Linked DNA regions of Pan troglodytes: region 2 is linked to region 1. A link is a contact called in public Hi-C data. All regions are on one chromosome and are shown on one strand. Each heading gives the region's core, a stretch centred on a gene start, on an enhancer-like site or on the middle of the called end of the contact. The rest is flanking DNA. Distances are from core to core; before and after follow the strand shown. Region 1 has its middle 44 kb from the start of MIR148A. Region 2 overlaps NFE2L3 (NFE2 like bZIP transcription factor 3).

Region 1 (7,765 bases), core at 2,343-4,842:
TAAGAAGCAGACCCTGAATTCAGACCCAGGCTAGCTGCCTCCCCAGTCTGAGCTATTAACCTCAACACTAATGTGCCTTTTCACCTAGCCTGAGCCCCACATGCTTGAGGAAGGGAATGGGAAAGATGGGGCAAGGAAGGGAAGGGAAGAGAAGGAAACGAAGGTTACTGTGGCTTTTTTTCTTAGAAAGAATGTTTAGAGCTGGAAACAATTGCAGATTTTCCAGCTACTTCTATGGTTTTTAGAGGAAAAAAAAAAAATACAGATTCTACACAGTATGGTGGGTCCAGAATCAGTGTCCAAGATTTCCAACTCCCATATATACTCTTTCCACCACAGACCTCCCACCTACCTCCACCCCTAATTTTTTTTTTTTTTTTTTTTTTTTTTTTTTTTTTTTTTTGAGACGGAGTCTCGCTCTGTCGCCCAGGCTGGAGTGCAGTGGCGCGATCTCGGCTCACTGCAAGCTCCGCCTCCCGGGTTCACGCCATTCTCCTGCCTCAGCCTCCCGAGTAGCTGGGACCACAGGCGCCCGCCACCACGCCCGGCTAATTTTTTGTATTTTTAGTAGAGACGGGGTTTCACCGTGTTAGCCAGGATGGTCTCGATCTCCTGACCTCGTGATCCGCCCACCTCGGCCTCCCAAAGTGCTGGGATTACAGGCGTGAGCCACCGCGCCCGGCCCCTAATTTTTAAAAATAACTTCTATGAGTGAATTTATATCTTATTAAAAAATACGTAAATAATTCCAATTGTTTTAGTGGCCTAGATAGCAGTGCGTATGAATGGTAAGACCAACCCTTAAATTTCTTCATTGTTCATTTAACTAACATTTCAGAGCATCTACCTTGGGCAGGGCTCTGTGTCAAGGGTCAGCATATAGTGTCCAAATTTTCTGATTGGTCTCTTCCTGCATTGAGGAGTTTCCAGACAAACGAATCTAATGGTTTAATGACACTGACTCTTGGCCAGGCGCGGTGGCTCACGCCTGTAATCCCAGCACTTTGAGAGGCCGAGGCAGGTGGATCACCTGAGGTCAGGAGTTCCAGACCAGCCTGGCCAACATGGTGAAAACCTGTCTCTACTAAAAATACAAAAAATTAGCCGGGCATGGTGAGAGGCACCTGTAATCCCAGCTTCTCTGGAAGCTGAGGCAGGAGAATCACTTGAACCCGGGAAGCTGAGGTTGCCATGAGCCGAGTTCACACCATTACACTCTAGCCTGGGTGACAAGAGCGAAACTCCATCTCAAAAAAAAAAAAAAGAAAGAAATTGACTCTTCTATCATATGCCACCCATCAAGAGGCAAAAAAAGAAAAAGTGAAGGTGATTCGAAATGATTTTTTCAATAATATCCTTTCTATATTCAAATATTTTATCCATTTCTGTAATACCCAAAACCCTTTTAGTTATGCTGAAGGAAAGTGTTTTATTCATTGCAAATTCTTGTTGCACAACAACTATGTACAAGGAAGCTTCTGGGCACATGGGATGCATCCCTGAACAAAATCGACAAAAATTTCTACCCTCATGGAGATTACGTTCTTAACTGATGGAGGCAGGCAGTAAACAATAACCATAATGAGATAGTAAATTATATATTATGTTAAAAGGTAATGTGGGTTAGAGAAAAATGAAATAGCCAAGGGTAAGTGGGATTTGGAGTTCAGAAGGGAAGAGGGACAGGTTGTCAATTTAAATAGGATGGGCAGAGCAGGCCTCACTGAGGATCTGTGAGCACTTTTTCAGATGGAAGAACCTTTCAGCAGGGTGGACAGCTGGTGCCCGGCCCTAAGGTGGGAGCAGAAAGGAGGCCACTGTTGCTGAGCTGAGTGAGCAAAAGGGAAAACAGGAGGAAACGAGTCAGAAAGAGAAGCAGGGAAGTTGGGGCAGGGTGTGCAGATCACGTAGGGCCTGGGAGTCCACTGTAAGAACTCCAGCTTTACTCAGTGTGAAATGGAGAGTGCCTGGAGGCTTGTGGGCAGAGAAGTGATATAACAAGGCTTGGATTTTAAAAGGAGCCCTCAGGTTGCTGTGTTGAGAACATACTTCAGGGGGCAAGAGTAGAGGCCAAGAGACCAACTAGGAGACATTAAAGCATCTGACTGAAGTCCTCCAGGTAAGAGACCACACTAGCCCAGACCAGTGTGGGAGCAAGCGGGTAGGGAAATGGCTGGATTCTGGATACCATGGGTTTTCCTGGCAGATTGGATGGGGGAAACATGACAAAAGAGAAAAGGTCTGGAGGATGCCAAGGTTTTATTCTAAGCAGCTGGAAGGCTGAAGTTGCCATTTACTGAGACAGGGAGAATGTGGGTGCAGCTAATTTGCAGTGCTGAATTCAGGAGTTCGGGTGTGGTCAGGTTTAATTTGAGATGTCTAATTAGCCCTTGAAGTGGAGGGGTTGAGTAGGTAGAGACGTGGGCCTGGAGGCTAGGAGGGGGGCCTGAACTGCAGGTGTGAATTTGGGAGGTAGCTCCCTCTGAAAGCCATGAGGCTGAACAAAACCACAATGGGGCTTGTGATGTCTGGCAAAAGCTGGTGAAAACCAACTGCTCATTCAATTGGAGAATTTCATTTTCCCAAACAAGTGAAATGACTAAGAACAAAAGATCGTTTGACAATTACAGTCATCCCTCAGAATCTGTAGAAGTTCCAGGATGCCCAACGATACCAAAATCCATGGATGCTCAAGTCCCTGATATAAATGGTGTAGTATTGGCATGTCACCTACACACACACTCGTGTACACTTTAAATAAACTCTACATTACTTATATTACTTAATACAAGACCTAGATTTCACTTCATTCACATAGATTAAAGGTAGTACTCGGTGTGGGCCAAATACACGTTTTGCTTTTTGGAATTCTATGGATTTTTTTTCTGAATATTTTCAATCCACAGATTGTGGATTTGGTTGAGTTCAGAGATGCAGAACCATGGATACAGAGGGACAACCACATTTATTTTTAAAGGACCCCAGAAAGAAAAAAAATCAGGGTAGAAACTTCCATTTTTAAATTAATTTTTCTCTATCACAGTTATAGCTTTTGACCAGAGGCCGCAGGCCTCTGTACAGAAAATTCACAAATGTTTGGGTAAAAAGCAAGAATGGAATTTCTCATGTGCATGAAAATATGCACACAGACAAAACCAGAAGGTGCAGCAGAAACCCAGAGGCCACGCTCTTTATTCCCGCCCCTGGGAGAGTAGTTCATGCCCACAGAGCTGGCCCAGCCTCCAGCAGCCCTGGACGTAAGGACAGAGGGAGATACAGGGCTCCTCGGTGAAAGAGACTCCCAGGTATTCCTTATGTAAGCTCAATTGCACTGGCAGATATTTACATAAAAATGGCTATCCTTTTGGAATCTACCATCTTTACCATCAGGAATTGGGAGGCAGAGGCCCTCCTGCTACTATAATCTCAAAATTGTACAAACGTTTGATTTGTGAGGTTACCAGTGCTGTGTCTTTCATTACTTTATTCTTTCAATGAGTAGCTATGGAAAGCCATTGCAGCTCCATCCACACACAAAGTGGGCAGTGAGCCTGCCCTGCCAAGAAGCAGCTGCTGTCTGTTTTGGGGAAGGCTCCCGCATCTTTGCTCAGCAGGGAGTCCCCTTCTCTCTTTTGCCTCCCACTGGCCACCTCTGCAACCTGCTCACACAACCAATTGAAACTTTCTGGCAAGACATGAAATGTGCTCTCAGGAACTCGCTCTGTTGCTGCAGTTGGGGACAGCTACTGTATGCATTTGCTTCATCCCCCCGAGTCACAGGCACTGCAGTGTGAAGGATGCTGCGCTGCACGGCCACGCAATTAGATCCCCATGGTCTTCAGCTTTGCACCCTTCCTCAGCGGGCACTTGGTTGCTTCCTTCCCTCCACAGTGCTTCAGTTGCTAAGTATCAGAATGATTTCTCCTTTTTTAGCCAAATCACACAAGCCTAGGTGTGTAAGACTCAAAAATACAGATATTGTCTGACAGTGAACCAATCTCTTCTTGCTTCCAGACTTGAAATTCCCCCATAAGTATAGATAGGAGACCCATGTGTCCTACACTTCCACAAGCCAGTCCTCTCTTTCTAAGCAGTTCTCCAAGAAAATTCTAATTCTGCTGGCATCAGTGCGGCTGCTGTTATTGCTCATAAAGCTATCCATGGGACTCTGTGGCAGGCGCCTTTACTAAGCTCTGTAATTAATTCTTGGAAAGCCATAGACGGAGCTTGTTCAGAGCACTGTTAAATCAAAAGCAGGCTTCCTGTTGGCCTGCTCAGATGGAGCTCTGGTATGTTAAAACAGATCATGAACCGGGCTGAAGAAATCGAACAATCATTCATTCCTCCAGCAGTAGAATCTATGTGCCACCCAAGATATGAATAACATGTGTGGGCCATACACAGATGCAGAGGTCACTGCTCCCCAGACACATGGAGAGACCATGGAACATGAACTTTAACTATTGGCCAAGCACTGGTTTGCTGTATGTGATTTTCTTTAACTCATTTGTTGGCTTGATTGTTTGGTCATGGACTCTGAGGTTGTTCCGATAAAAACATTTCAGGAAGATGTGTGGGTGTGACATGTGTCATGTAGCCAGAGGCAGACAAGTCAAGCTGGTTGGTGGGCCCTGGTTTATATGCATGAGCTCTGATTGGATAATAATAATAGTAAAAGCTGCAATTTATTGAGTGCCAGCTGTGTTTCAGCAGTGTTTGACCTTTTTGCATACATTCTCCCAAGAGCTCTAAAAGGACAGAGTGATTGTCTCTATTGTACAGATTGAAGCCCACTGTTATGTTTGGTTGTTAAAATGCTTACACTATATTATAATGTTGTCATGTGCCACAAATGGCTTCATGAGAATGCAGTAGACTACAACTTTCTTTCTCTGTGCCTAAATAAAACTGCTTCCACAAAAGAATGGTGTCTTATACACATTAAAGGCTAAATAAATGTGCTTATTGACTCAGTGAAACTCACACTTATTCACTCATTTTAAAAGAAGATATGCCATTTCCCTATATAGCAGAACTGGGGGTAATTTTGCCCACCACCAGCTCCCCGCAAGACATTTGGCAATGTCTGGAGTCATTTTTCATTATCACAACTTGGGGAGTTTTTGCTACTGCCATCTAGTCAGTAAAACCAAGGATGCTGCTAAACATTCTGTAATGTCCAGGACAGCTCTCCTACCCAACCCCCAAAAAAAGTACACAGCTCAAAATGCCAGTGGTGGTGATCTTGAGAAATCCTGATCTATACAGACAAGGTCAACCAATAGATCATCATTTGTTTATTGATATTTACATCATAAAACATCAAATTAATAAAAGAAAATGGTTAATCCCATAGCAGCTGATAGTAAACTGCATACTAGAACTAGCCAAAGATATGTTATTTACATTGCAAAATCCAGAAGAAAATTTTGCACTAAGACTAATACCACATACCTTAGGTTGAGAGATTTCTGACAAAGATTGAGACGCCAAGCCCAATCTTGTGTATGGGAATTACTTTTGAGCTATCACATGAAAGGAAAATGTAGTCAATATGCTGGTATAAAAATTGGCTGCCCCCTAAGGCCTGGAACTTTACCACAGGGAGAGCTCCCCAGCACAGAGCACACATGGAGGTTCTACAGAGGCTAAGTCCTATGCAAGATAAGACTGCATTTTTAAAACATATGAGGTAGGCAATGCCAAGAAAGACACTCTATAGCCTCAACAAACTGGAAAATTCATACCTAAGGAACTAAAGCTAAAAGAACAATGTCTGTAACTTTAAAAAAATTAAATAAGTATTTTAAAGCGTTTACAGAGATAAAAAGTTATATTATAAAAATAACGTGGTATTATGAAATCAGAACAGGTAGATTTGAAAAACAAAGATTCTACCATTTAAGAATAGTCATTGAAAGAATAAATTCAATAGATGAGTTAAAATAGCAGGTCAGATCATATTAAAGATAAACTTAGTGAATTAGGAGAGAATCTGAAGAAATTACCTTGAGTATAGCCCAGAGAGATGAAGACATCAAAAATATAAAACAAAAATTAAAAGACATGAAGGATAGATTAAATAACTGTATTTGTTAACTATTAGAACACAAAGATTCTCAGATTTGATTTCAAACCAAAATTTGGCCATGTGCTATTTATAAGAAAGATACTCCTAAAATGATCCAGAAAGGCTGAAACAAAAAGAACGAAAAAAGAAATCCTAGGCAAATAATAATCAACAGAAAACTAGTGTGGAATATTAATATTAATAAAAATATAATTCAAGGTGAAAATAAATGGGAATGGAGAGACATTACTGATAGGAGCAACCCATCACAAAAAAATTCTACCAACAATTACTTTCATTTACTTAATAAATGTACTTGAAATATATAAAATGAAAATAGAGTTACCAGGAGAAATTGACAAAACTACAGTAGGACTGGGAGATTCTAATATGCTTCTCTTAAAATCTGAGTGATTAAGCAGCCAGAAGCTGTGTAAAGAGTAAATGATATGGGCCAGGCACGGTGGCTCACGCCTGTAATCCCAGCACTTTGGGAGGCCGAGGTGGATGGATCACCTGAGGTCAGGAGATCCAGACCAGTCTGGCCAACATGGCGAAACCCCGTTTCTACTAAATGTACAAAAATTAGGCAGGCATGGTGGCACATGCCTGTAATCCCAGCTACTCAGGCAGCTGAGGCAGGAGAATCGCTTGAACCTGGGAGGTGGAGGTTGCACTGAGCCAAGATCACACCACTGCACTGCAGCCTGGGTGACAAGAGCAAGACTCCATCTCAAAAACAAAAAAACAAAAAACAAAACAAAAAAAACCAGAATCAATCATATGAATAACACTATTGACAGACTTAGTCTATACACACACACGTATAAATATTTGTGGGTATACATATATTTCATATATATATGTATATACACACACATATAATGTGTGCATACATATAAAAATGATAGTCTATAGATTTTATACATATACACACATATGTAGCTTGTTATATAATATATAATATCATATGTATGTTTTACAGAGATAGAATCAGGTACCAAAAAATTCCACTCATGAGGAATTTACATTTATAAAATATGAACCTTTCCCAAATCAGAAGGAAATTTTAACCAGTTCCAAAGAACTGATTATCATACAGACTATGTTCTCCATTCACAGTAATATAAAAATTATAATCCAACAGTATAAATGAGAGCAAAAAATTTTTTAATTTTTTGGAAATGAAAAAATACACATATAAATAATTCATGGATTAAGAAACTCATACTATTTTATTAATTGTTTTTGTCACTTAATCTATCTTAAACATTTCTCTTATATCTTTAAAAACTGTTCTACAATGTAACTTTTAGAGTAGCATGATATTCCAACATATGGATGTCATATAATTTATTTAACCAGTTCCTTATTTGGGCACATTTATATTATTCCCAACTTTTTGCTATTATCATAATGCTATAATAAAGATGAGGCCAGGTGCAGTGGCTCACACCTGTAATCCCTGCACCTTAGGAGGCCAAGGAAGGTGGATCACTTGAGGTCAGGAGTTCGAGACCAGCCTGGCCAACATGGTGAAACCGCATCTCTACTAAAAATACAAAAATTATCCGGGCATGATGGCAGGTGCCTGTAATCCCAGCTACTCAACAGGCTGAGGTGGGAGCATGGCTTGAACCTGGGAGGCAGAGGTTACAGTGAGCCGAGATCATGCAACTGCACTCCAGCCTGGGT
Region 2 (7,765 bases), core at 2,561-5,060, 280 kb after region 1:
AGGATGCACCTTTTGTGTTTCTCTACAGAGACATCTGAATGGGACAGATACTTCTTTCTCTCTGGAAGACTTATTCCAGTTGCTTTCATCACAGCCTGAAAATTTACTGGAGGTAATTGGAACTTTGGCTTTTATCCTTGCAGAACATATCTGCACTGACCTTTTGGTGAATAAATACAACTCCTTTACTTGGATGACACAGCAGTTTAAAGTAATGCTTATTTTTACAGAAGCACTTCAGCTTAGAATTAACCAAATATGTATAGCATTCCTCTTTCCAAATAATCCCAAAGGTATAATCAAATTTAGACTGGTCATGGAAAACAGCGTGGAGATTTCTCAAAAAACTAAAAGAATTATCAGGTATTTATCCAAAGGAAAGGAAATCAGTGTATCAAAGGGACACCTGCACCCCCATGCTTATTGCAGCAATATTCACAATAGCCTTGTAGTTTTAGCGCTTAGAGGCATTTAAACGGCCTCTCTCCTCCAGACTACTTCACTGTAGTTTATCCCTGACCCTCCACAATGTGATTACCAACCGCTAGGATGAGTTGCATCTTATTATAAAGTAGCAAATTACAAGATTGTAACATTAGACTTTTTAAGAAAATCCAGTTCAGCTTTTATACTAATCCATCTTAATTTCTAGGTTACTCAGAATTCCAGGTATTCTGATTTGGACTCACATCTCGTATTGTATTGCCTGTATTTTAACTGGGAAGTTACTGCCAACAGCATCTCTCTCTATTAAATGTAGAGGAATTGACAAAAGAGGGGAAAGAAAAGTTGTTAGGTAATAGAACTGCTTCAGAAATAGGGCTATTCATGTTTAAAGTGTTTCTCCTTCGTTTTTCAGGGCATCTCATTGGGAGATATTCCTCTTCCAGGCAGTATCAGTGATGGCATGAATTCTTCAGCACATTATCATGTAAACTTCAGCCAGGCTATAAGTCAGGATGTGAATCTTCATGAGGCCATCTTGCTTTGTCCCAACAATACATTTAGAAGAGATCCAACAGCAAGGACTTCACAGTCACAAGAACCATTTCTGCAGTTAAATTCTCATACCACCAATCCTGAGCAAACCCTTCCTGGAACTAATTTGACAGGATTTCTTTCACCGGTTGACAATCATATGAGGAATCTAACAAGCCAAGACCTACTGTATGACCTTGACATAAATATATTTGATGAGATAAACTTAATGTCATTGGCCACAGAAGACAACTTTGATCCAATCGATGTTTCTCAGCTTTTTGATGAACCAGATTCTGATTCTGGCCTTTCTTTAGATTCAAGTCACAATAGTACCTCTGTCATCAAGTCTAATTCCTCTCACTCTGTGTGTGATGATGGTGCTATAGGTTATTGTACTGACCATGAATCTAGTTCCCATCATGACTTAGAAGGTGCTGTAGGCGGCTACCACCCAGAACCCAGTAAGCTTTGTCACTTGGATCAAAGTGATTCTGATTTCCATGGAGATCTTACATTTCAACACGTATTTCATAACCACACTTACCACTTACAGCCAAGTGCACCAGAATCTACTTCTGAACCTTTTCCTTGGCCTGGGAAGTCACAGAAGATAAGGAGTAGATACCCTGAAGACACAGACAGAAACTTGAGCCGTGATGAACAGCGTGCTAAAGCTTTGCATATCCCTTTTTCTGTAGATGAAATTGTCGGCATGCCTGTTGATTCTTTCAATAGCATGTTAAGTAGATATTATCTGACAGACCTACAAGTCTCACTTATCCGTGACATCAGACGAAGAGGGAAAAATAAAGTTGCTGCGCAGAACTGTCGTAAACGCAAATTGGACATAATTTTGAATTTAGAAGATGATGTATGTAACTTGCAAGCAAAGAAGGAAACTCTTAAGAGAGAGCAAGCACAATGTAACAAAGCTATTAACATAATGAAACAGAAACTGCATGACCTTTATCATGATATTTTTAGTAGATTAAGAGATGACCAAGGTAGGCCAGTCAATCCCAACCACTATGCTCTCCAGTGTACCCATGATGGAAGTATCTTGATAGTACCCAAAGAACTGGTGGCTTCAGGCCACAAAAAGGAAGCCCGAAAGAGAAAGTGAGAAGAAACTGAAGATGGACTCTATTATGTGAAGTAGTAATGTTCAGAAACTGATTATTTGGATCAGAAGCATTGAAACTGCTTCAAGAATTGTATCTTTAAGTACTGCTACTTGAATAACTCAGTTAACGCTCTATTTTGAAGCTTACATGGACAAATGTTTAGGACTTCAAGATCACACTTGTGGGCAATCTGGGGGAGCCACAACTTTTCATGAAGTGCATTGTATACAAAATTCATAGTTATGTCCAAAGAATAGGTTAAACATGAAAACCCAGTAAGACTTTCCATCTTGGCAGCCATCCTTTTTAAGAGTAAGTTGGTTACTTCAAAAAGAGCAAACACTGGGGATCAATTTTAAGAGGTATTTCAGTTTTAAATGCAAAATAGCCTTATTTTCATTTAGTTTCTTAGCACTATAGTGAGCTTTTCAAACACTATTTTAATCTTTATATTTAACTTATAAGTTTTGCTTTCTATGGAAATAAATTTTGTATTTGTATTAAAAATTAACTTTTCCCTTTTATACAGAATCTGAACCAAATTTACCTTACTTTCCTTCCAAAATATCCACATTCAGGAATATAGGTGAATAACAAATAAGGCAGCATAGCAAACTGCTCAGACTCAAGCCAAATTGAGGTCAACATAGTATGCCAAATTCATAGTAAGGCAAATCCACCCCCCTACCCCAATACTTTACTTAACACACAGAATACTATGTGATGTAGAATGCATTGAAGACCTACAGTCAATGGTAGTTTAAGCCACAGGCCTTCTTCATGTAACCAGAGACAGAATGGGCTACTTGGGCTACTTGCAAAACCGTAACTCCTTGTGTGTATATTAAATCCATAAAATCTCTGGCAGTAAAGCCAGCCTGAAGGGATGGCCTCACCATCTTAGAATACTGAGATCTCACCAGAACATTGTAAGCCATATAAACAGTAGGGAAAGAGTCAGCAACAGTGAAACCAGTAGGGAAAGAGTCAGCAACAGTGAAACTATCTGTTTAAAATGAGCAAAAGCGATTAGGGGGAAAAAAACAGGTGAATTTGAAAATAAACCAGGGTAAGGTAAATTCTAGAAATAATAGCATTTGAAATGAAAACCTCACTTAAGCTCACTAGAACAGTAAACAGGAGATTGCTGAATTTTCTAAAGACAGCAATGACCTCACCTAGATGACTCAAGTTTGGGGAACATCAAGATTTTGACGGGTACTATAATGCTTAACATGTCCAAATTTTCAAAATGAAGTTTCTCTCTGATATTATTTCTGCCATAGGAGCTACAGTGTAGAGTATCACATAAATATCTTGGGCTAGAGAAATGCAGTTTATATATACCGTTGGATTTTTATAATAAAGTTTCCCAAGACCTGTTATTTTGCCAGAAATGCTTCTAGTATGCTTCTAGGTAAAATTATTGCCCCTTCAGTGACTCATGGTGTTCAAATGATCATTTTAGTCTGTTGCTTTTTACAAGGGAGTATTTCAAATGTCTTAAGCTTTGGTAATTATAATTTAAGAACACACATAAAACATTTCAGTAGGAAATCCTAGTAAGTACACTCAAAAGAGTGCCTGCTTATCAGATAGCATTCTTTTCAAACCTCTAAAAATAAAGGGAAAGACAGTGGAGAGCAGAATCGGTAATCATGGTGACTCGTTACCCAGGCTGAAGTGCAGTGGCCCCAATAAAAGATCCAGCCTCAAACTCCTGGACTGCCTCAGCCTCCCGAGCTGCTCAGATTATGCACCGCCATGCCTGGCCTGAAGTTTAAACTCTAAAAACCGTTAAATATAGCACACACGGATCTAGTTAACTGCAAACTGAGTTAAAGATGGTAGTGTCTGTACTGAACTTTATTCCCCATACATAATGGAGCATACCATTTACCTAGCTTCTACCTTGGATTAAATATTGGGTAACCTAGACAACTCAAGTGTATGAGATGTGCTTAGGTCATGTGCAAATACACGTTTCATACAACGGGGCTAGAACATCCACATTTTGGTATTGTGGAGGTTCCTGAAACTGATGGGCCCCTCTCCCATCAAGGGACTTTTAATCCGCGCATTAAGCAGCCAGCGTCACAAGCTCTAATTGGCTATGGGCTGGCTTCCTGACATAACCCTGCCTCCATCTTAACATGCTGGATTCAAGGTATATAAACTGGAACTGCTTTTCTGACAGTCCAGTTTTAGAGGCAGAAGGGAATTCCACATTCGGTTTCCAGTGCAAACCAACTAGATTACAAAGCCAATGCCCGAAAGCTGACCATTGCCTAGGACCCTCCACATTACCTACCTAGTTGAGCAGTCTTGATTGCATCATCTAACGTCTTAATCAGAATGAGGAAGACAAGAACAAAGACAACCCAAGTGGGTTGGACATCTCCTTTTCCAATTAAAACTCTCACTTGAGCATCTTCACAAGTGTGATCAGATTTTAGGCCAATTGCATGGAAACTCCAAGCAAAAAAAGACCTAGATTTCTAGTGGTCCCCTGGTCTCAAGGCAGGCTTCGGTTCAGCAGAGCTTCAGAACCAGTATACAGAGTTTTGTATGGTAATATTAACGTCTTTTAAACGCACTCAAGTAGCTAAATCATTCCCCATCTCAGTCTTTGAACGATTTGTTCTCTGTTAAGTCCATGCAACTCAACTGATTTGTTACCAATTCCCCTCCACTACCCCAAAACAAGCCAGTGTTAGTACATTACTAAATAGTGGAAATGTCAAAAATTATGTAGGGCCTGTCAACGTCTCAGTATATTAGTTCCAAACCTTAAAGAGAGCGAATTTAAGTAACATGCAGTCCAGGTGTCCTGATAGATGTTTTCTACTTTTGCACTTTTCAACCATCAGTGACAAACTGAGACTTGTTGCCTTACATTGTTAGCTCCCAATACCTAACTAGTATTTATTAGGTCAAGCAATTTGGCATCTACCAAATTGGGCTACATGGAAAAGCTTACACATACAGAAATCTGATTTCACACTAGTGAATAAACTGAGTAAGGGCACCCCCTTGAGTGTGACAGCTGGCATCTAAGACAGTTCCCAATGCTCCCTGCCTGCTTGGTAATTGTACCAGGGAAAAGAACCCTCCCACCACATTCTGTGACCATAAAGGATGCAAGATAGCACGACTACTTCGTAGAGTGTGTTCATTTTACAGCTTTTCTTGCTCAAATCACTCGAGGGAAGATGACAACCAGGATTAACTTTACAGCTGTTAGTATGCCACTCTGGATATTTAAAAAAAATTCTCCAATCCTAGTTTTCTGTGATTGGAACCTTGAGCTTTACCCAGAATCAGTTAAGTTGCTCCCAATTGCTGACCCATAGATGCTGGTTTGTTTCTCTGAACTGCTCTAAGTATTGAGGCAAGTTGTTACACGGCAACAATATAAAGCCTTGGCCAAAAAGCAGCCTTTCTTCATTTAGGGCACTGTCTCAAAGATACACAAGAACTACCTTAAACTTCAATTTCTACAAGAGAAACAGCTCAACACAACATATACACACAGGAAATAAGCCTATGTTGAATATCCAACATTACCCCATGCTTCAGTAAACCCTCCTTCAATCAGTTCATTTCAGTCTATTGTGCAATTACCTAATTCTCCCCTATTTGTGATATTCCCTTGACCTTGCTGGATAGGAGTTGGTATTTTGAGGTTATGCATATCAACCTGATGTATTTCAAAGTTCAACGTCTTTGTACATCCACACATTTTTAAACCTTCAAAATTTTCTTAAAGTTGGGATATTTGTACGTCTATAATTGACGAACTCAGCTATTTCAAACAGAAAGCTGCTATGTGTTACCTGCTGTTAAATTTGACTTACCTGTTAGATACCTCACATTATCAAAACCAAAACAAATTATCATAGAAACAAATTAACCTGGTCCTTTTTTTTGGTTTTCTTAATTCAGATAAATGTCCAAATAAACACATTTAAAAAACAACACTGATATTCATTTACTCAGTGTAAACCACAATAAAACTAATTGACATTTGACAATCTAGTACATATTGTAAACCTCAGTGCTTCTGCAAAGCCACTTAATCTGGACCACTCCAGCCGGTTAACCTTTAAAATCCATGATTTTCAAAATGCCACCAGTATTGCTAAACATAAAAGGTAAAGCCAGAAACTTTAGGAGTACTCAAACGCTGAATATACAGTGCATAATGAACAGCATTTTATTGGGGACAGCCAATAACGTCCACAATGCTCTTCTCATTTATCTGTTAATATTAAAATATGCATAGCTTTGTGAAACTGCTTTTAAAAATTTAGGGGATGGTGATCTTTTAGACAACCAAATGTTTATAGAACAAGATTCACACATTTTATGTGTAAACATTACACCAAGTATTTGGATACAAAAAGTATTTATTTTATAAACTTTATATTTAAAATAGAATTGTAATCTGTCTACTCACAAAACCTAATTTAAAACATGATACATTTATCTCTCTAGCCAATTTGATGTTACTGTTTTACAAACAACACTCATTTTGTAATTGTTTTATATCAAGAACCTCAACTAAATGTTTGTTTTATCAGAAAACATTTCCCTTTTATTTTAAAGAGTGCTTTTTAAATGAAGGCACCAACAAGAACTACTTTCAGATGGTACAGAATTTCTTATTTCTTGAAGACTCTGTGGTTGACCACTTCTTCATTAGTTACCTGCAGCAAGACACCTTCCTGCCAAAGGAAAAAAAAAGTATCTGAAGAAGTTTATCATGTTTGTCCAAAAGAACCTAAACAACTTCAGTGGTGGTCTTAGGATCAAAGAAGACTCATTGGTGTATAGAGTAAGCCCTGAGTATCACATTCCTGTAAAGGCAATAAAGCCGGGCAATCAAACTCATCATATCTAAGGAATGAATTTCAACAGCCAACCTACAACTTTCTCTTCAGGGTAAGACACTGAACTAGAATTACCACATTTAACCCACCTATTTAGTACTGGATACATACCAGGCTTCATAATGTAGACAAGACACTTCACTCAAGTATGAACTACTATCTGAAAATAGATTCAACCATTTTTGCCCTACCTTCTTTCAGTCTCATCCTGATAAGCATGTACAGTTACAACCATAAATACAACAACAAATGTCTTTAATAAAAACCCCTAGTTCACTCAAAATGTTTGATCCAAGAAATGTGAATACACAAGGGTGTAACGATGGGAAATCTCATGATTTATTGAACTTGCAGCCTAACTTTTACCTACCATTTTACTACCAACACCACTGAAGGAACCAAGAAAAGCTTTATTAATGATCACTTGGCTTGCCTCAGCTGTTGAAATGAAGCACTTTACAGTCTTTGTGGCAGCAGAATATACTTGTCCATGGTTCATATCAATGCTAAAATTCCGGCAGGGAAAAAAATGATATGTTAAGCACCCAAATCTTCACACGGAGGGGGAGGGGGTGGGAAAAGAAGGAAAAAAAGGGAAAAACAACCAAAATAATTTAAGTAAATGACAGATTGGAAAACAGGGTTTATAAAAATTATTCTCTTGAGTTTATAAATTGTTAAACTCAATTTATAGCTATGTTAAACTACGTAAGAACCACTATACTGAAAGACCATTTAAGAGTATTAGTTTATCTTTTAGGGAGGAAA

The links. Hi-C and Micro-C count contacts between places; a contact is called where the count stands out from the background.
Region 2: a Hi-C map of induced pluripotent stem cells shows a contact between it and region 1, with 2.0 times the contacts expected there. The contact joins two enhancer-like sites. A contact is called at or near these places in 3 of 7 Hi-C or Micro-C datasets (induced pluripotent stem cells and stem cell-derived neural progenitor cells) and 1 of 1 datasets of contacts at active chromatin or transcription factors (stem cell-derived excitatory neurons).

The regions. Positions count from the first base shown.
Region 1 is chr6:31,706,554-31,714,318 of NHGRI_mPanTro3-v2.0_pri, forward strand. No RefSeq gene overlaps it. Among named protein-coding and RNA genes, the nearest start is that of MIR148A, 44 kb to the right of the region's middle. Within about 2 kb of position 3,593, at least 1 of the 24 cell types and tissues checked has an H3K27ac peak or open chromatin away from gene starts, as enhancers often do. A contact at or near this core is called in induced pluripotent stem cells, where this site is marked.
Region 2 is chr6:31,990,656-31,998,420 of NHGRI_mPanTro3-v2.0_pri, forward strand. It overlaps NFE2L3 (NFE2 like bZIP transcription factor 3), which reads left to right. Exons shown (of 4, transcript XM_519002.9): 3 at 29-112; 4 at 860-2,612. The coding sequence ends at 2,104. HNRNPA2B1 (heterogeneous nuclear ribonucleoprotein A2/B1) reads right to left here. Exons shown (of 13, transcript XR_008548942.2): 12 at 7,368-7,503; 13 at 6,299-6,832. Among named protein-coding and RNA genes, the nearest start is that of HNRNPA2B1, 13 kb to the right of the region's middle. Within about 2 kb of position 3,811, at least 1 of the 24 cell types and tissues checked has an H3K27ac peak or open chromatin away from gene starts, as enhancers often do. A contact at or near this core is called in induced pluripotent stem cells, where this site is marked.